2 separate regions of the Arachis hypogaea genome follow, and region 2 is linked to region 1. The links are chromatin contacts, called in public Hi-C maps. All regions are on one chromosome and are shown on one strand. Each heading gives the region's core, a stretch centred on a gene start, on an enhancer-like site or on the middle of the called end of the contact. The rest is flanking DNA. Distances are from core to core; before and after follow the strand shown.

Region 1 (2,700 bases), core at 175-2,674:
AATAACATATGAATAAAAATTTTTAAAAAGAGATCATTTAGGGGTGGAGTGGGCATCTTATGAAGAGAGCCGGCACTTGCCCCATTGGAATTTTGAACAAAAGTAAAAAAGTATACATAACTATATATATTTGTCTTTATTATATTATATTTGCCCACATAATAAGTTATAGATGATTTTTTTGAAGTTTATGGTTGAAAGAAATTTTATTTTGTTTAATTTAACTTGCAATAATATTTATCTTGTTAAATTTGACTTAATATTAAATTAAAAATAAATAAATTAATTTAATAAAAAATTATTAAGTAGTGATAATATTTTTTTAACTTATTAGTTAATTAGTTAATTAGTTATTAAACTAAAATTTAATTTTTTAAACATAAATAAAATTATTGATATTTTTTTGTCTTCATAAAAAAACATTTGATATAAGAAGGGGCCGGGTATTATCTATCTATTTATAATGAATATACATTAAATAATATTGATGTTAATTTTCATCAAAATAATAGTAATGATAATGATAATGACAGTAGTAATAATACAATTTATATATGTTGTATCACTTGATTTTTTTGATCCAAATGATAAAAATAAAGGTGACAATAATCTCAACGAAACAAATCTATAATAAATTTAGGCAGATTTTGATAATTGATAACAAATTTTAATATTTTATGTTTGATTATTTTTTTTGTTATTTAATTTTTAAATTTGTATTTAGATAAAATTATAATATTGTAATTAATGTAATACTTTTAATTTAAATATAATATTTTAAAATTTATATTAAATTATAATTATATTTTAATATATATATTTATAATTTTATTATAAATTTACTTTTTAATTGAACTGTAACTGAATCAATAAATTAATAAATTAATAATTAAAACGGTTTTATGATTGGTTCAATTTTCAAAATCGTCTTTGCTTTTAACATAAATACCGTATAAATAGTAAAAACTGTAAAAAAAAAATCGAATTATTTATGTGCTCAACTGCTCATGTTATGTGTATTTTTATCAATTTATTCTGCGAAATCAATTAAGGCACTTTCGTACCGAGGACGCCTTTACATTTAGGATTTTTTTTGTGTTGAAGATATTGTTCCGATTAGTTTAGACTTTAGAGCCTTTTGTGTGGCTCCATTTAAAATTTTTTATACTAAAGCATTTTTTGCATTTAGAACCTCCTACTCAGCAAAAAACAATAAAATATGTCAACATGGCGCGAAAACAATGGCATATAAAAAGTAGTTTATAAAAAAAATGAATAATAAATTTTGAAAAGAGTGGTATTTAATTATTTAGACTTTATATATACACGATATAAATATGAGAAAACTATATGTTGTATGTATCCCAACTCAAAATTACACTTTGAGCGGACAAACTTAAATAAACGTGGAATACTCATAACCATTATTTGAGTGGAAGCAAGCTCTCAATTATTATTGCAAATAGAGATATCGTATGATGTTACGTCGGATTCTCACCTTTCTGACTTTGAATTATTTCATGTTTAGATTAAAAAATATGGTCTATACATAATACATATACATATATATTTTATTAACAAGGCATCTCTCGTTGTGTGCTTGACATTTTATAGTTGACAAAATAGTTTATATCGTGAGGATAACTATACTCTATTTAAAAAAGAAAAGTATAAATAGACAATAAAAATATTAAATAATATGAACAATGGATATATTGGATATTTATTGTATTAAGTGTGAAAATAATTATTCTAATATTAAAATTTAGAAGAATAATTTAAAGGTGTAATATATTTTGATTTAATTGATAGTTGTTCATGTTATTTAAAAAAGTTATTGGTTATCTAAGATTATCCATTTAAAAATGATTTGAGATTAGGTTTATCGGAAGAAGTTATCCTCATGCACGCACGCTTGTGACAATCGTCATATTATTAAAACTTCAATTCATATGAAGAGAAGAACATAAATGTTTGCTAGTTCTGTTAATAGCATGTTAGATGGTAGTGGATTTTCACAACTTCAATGGCGGTTACTAATAGAACTAGCTAAGAAATCTTTAGTAAACTATTAATAAAAACACATCTCCAACAACAGTTGTCCTTGTTAGAAACAAGAGAGAATGAAGAGAACATGTATGTTTGGATGCACATTTGGTTTACATCTTTTACTTTTTGTTTTCATTTTTAATATTTTTAATTTTTAAAATTTTGTAAAAAAAATAAAAATAAAAATTGAAAATATAATTTTATTATTTTTATAATATTTTTTAAAAAAATCTAAAAATAAAAGATACTAAAAATAAAACTAAAAAACGAAAACATAACCTTTTGTGTCTCAATTTTATCAATTATATGAAATAAGGTATAAGGCATTTATAGATGATGAATAAATTAATAACAAATGCATTATATTTTATAATTAAGGACTTATCATATTAATAAATAGAATAATCACTACAAAAAATAGTTTAAAATGACATTAATAATATGGGATTTTATAGACCCGTCATAATATTCAAGTATTATAGCATTTTATTTTGTTGCCATAATTATTTTGCGTCAAAATGGCAATTTTTAGTGATTTTTTGGCGGTTTTAAACTGCCATTATGACTGTATATAAAACGCTCAACCCTAATCTAACTCTCCTTATATGTTGAAACGTTGCCATTGTGAGAGAAAGGTTGAACCTCCGCTGT
Region 2 (2,700 bases), core at 152-2,651, 260 kb after region 1:
ATATAATAATTAATAATATATACTATTTTTAAATTTATTTTAAAAATATATATTAAAAATAAAATTACACATACTAATATATTTAAATATATCTAACTTTTTTTATTTTTTATTAAAATATAATTTAAACACAAAAAAAATACAGATTTTAAATGAAACGTGTGATGTCCAGTGCTTCTTAGCGGCTCGGGTTTTAACTTGTGGATCATGTCGTAACAAATTAGGTATTCGAAAATGAAAAATTAGCAATGTCATCATCTTTAAATATAGATATAGCAAGTTAAAGACAAATATTTTCAATTTTAAAAATATAAAATTTTTTTATTTAAGTGGTATGTATATCTCAAGATACAGTATAAACTATTTTATACTTTAAAAATTTAGCCAATGTATATTTGTATAGGTTCATAATTAAATTTTTATAAAGAATATATAAAATTTTTAAAATTTTAATATATTTATTAAAATAACTTTTAATAATTATAATTTTGAATATATGCTTTTATCTTTTATGGCATATATTACCTGCATTATGCATTAGCGGTACCTATATTTGGCCCTTTCCATGCCTTCAAAATCATGCAAAGGGAAAGCGCCACGCCTTCCCAGTTCCCACTAGTTCCATTCATCACCGTCGGTGCCTTAACCCTTCACGCATTCCCATCCACCATCTAATCCAACGGTGCTTACGCAAAAGGAACACTAACCCTTAAAATATGACAACACAAAACACTCCAAATCCATGTCCAACAATTCCCTTTATTTAATTTCTTCCCCACTTTCGATCTTGGCTTTTTCCTTTTTTTTTATATAAAAATAAAAGTAGTGATATATTTTAATATTATAATTTTTTGTATTTTTTAAAAGTGTAAAAGATATATAAATAGGAGGATCCGATTTCTATACCTCAAATTTTTTAAAATTTTTTAACAAAAATCCCTCGGTCCGATTTCTATCTCTCACAAATCCTTCGATCCGATTTTACAAATTTTTCGATATGATTTCTGTATTTACACAAATCAAATGGTCCGATTTCTGTATTTTTCACAAATCGGACGATTCGATTTTTATTTATTTAATTAAACAATTTCATATTTAAAAATAACACTCCATCAACCCACATTTTAAAAAAAACACCGTTACTATTCCAATACCAAAAACAAAATCTGTTCAATCTTTCATTAATTAATTTTATATTATTTTTCCCCTTTTTTGAAATCTTCCAGGCATATTTCTCTCTCCTACTCAAGTCTAGTCTCACCAACTGACTTTACAAAGTTGTTTTTTTTTTTTCTCCCCCACAATTAAATTAATTATTCCCCACCTTTGCATTTCTTTTCCCCTTGTTTTGACCATTACTCTCTTATCTCTCTCCTATATAATGTTCTCAACCCCCATCTCTCTCTCCTCATCCTCTGCTTCGTCCTCTTTCTTCCCTTTAACCTACGTTGCTTCTAAGCACTTCTTTCAATTGAAAAAAAAAAAACACTTGAAGTCTTGAATCATATTTGGTTCAATTTCATTCGCAACTCGTCTTCTTTTTCTGTTTCTCTTGGCAAATTAAAATGGACAAAATTAATAGTGTGGTACAAAAGAGGCCTAGAGATGAATTAGAAGGGGAAGTAGATTTTGAAGAGTGCTCAAACACAAAGAGGAACAAACCATACAACCACATACTTACAATTCTTGAGTCCGAGGAAGAGGAATCTACACAAGATCTCTCTCCTTTGATGACAACCCTCCAACAAGAAATCACTTGTACACCTTCCAACAACAACAGCCACCAATCTCAACTAAATGACCAAAATACTCTCCACACGACTAACCCAAATGACCAAAATACCCTCACAAGTATTCATCAGGAGGAGGAGGAAAATGATAAGGAGAGGGTCATGAGACACCTTCTCCAAGCCTCTGATGATGAACTTGGGATTCCAAGTAGCGGTGATGAATATGGGTCAACCCTAGATTTTGGTGAATTTGGATTTAGAACCAATAACAACGGAGAATATGGAGAGGGTGAAAATAATAATGGATTTTCTTCATTATGTGACAATTTGTGGGAGCTTGAAGATGAGGCAGCTAACTACTATACTTTGTTACAATCTGAACTCTTTCTTTGGGAACAATAGGAACTCAAATTTAGAAAAAGGGAGAAAGGAAAAAAAAAATTAAACTAGTGGGCGGTTAATGACATAGAAAATGGTAGCAATTTCTTTCGTTTGTTTTTTCATTTTTTTAAGCTCTCTTTTGTAAAGATTATGGGATGCTTTTTATTATTATTATTATTATTATTATTATTATTATTATTATTATTATTATTATTATTATTATTATTATTATTATTATTATTATTATTATCAGAAATACTACATAATTAATAAATATTATTATGTGTCAATATTTAATCAGTAATAATTTACATTCATATTTATAAAAAATTTACATATAAAAAATATATAATTTATATCTATATTTATTAAAATTTATATATATAAATAAATATAATTTTTATTTATATTTTTAAATTTTTTACACATAAATTAATAAAATGTATTTATTAAAAATAATTTAATAATTATACAAGTTAAATAATAGCAAAATATACTAAAATTTATTAGTCTCTAAAAATTTCTCTATTATTATTATTATTATTATTATTATTATTATTATTATTATTATTATTATTATTATTATTTC

Evidence for each region. Hi-C and Micro-C count contacts between places; a contact is called where the count stands out from the background.
Region 2: a Hi-C map of leaf shows a contact between it and region 1, with 1.9 times the contacts expected there. The contact joins the promoter of LOC112801532 here to the enhancer-like site in region 1. A contact is called at or near these places in 2 of 8 Hi-C or Micro-C datasets (both in leaf).

Annotation. Positions count from the first base shown.
Region 1 is chr5:44,057,902-44,060,601 of arahy.Tifrunner.gnm2.J5K5, forward strand. No RefSeq gene overlaps it. Among protein-coding and RNA genes, the nearest start is that of LOC112804351, 40 kb to the left of the region's middle. Within about 2 kb of position 1,425, at least 1 of the 3 cell types and tissues checked has open chromatin away from gene starts, as enhancers often do.
Region 2 is chr5:44,317,790-44,320,489 of arahy.Tifrunner.gnm2.J5K5, forward strand. LOC112801532 reads left to right here and starts at 1,402. Exons shown (of 1, transcript XM_025844321.3): 1 at 1,402-2,306. The coding sequence starts at 1,566. The coding sequence ends at 2,132.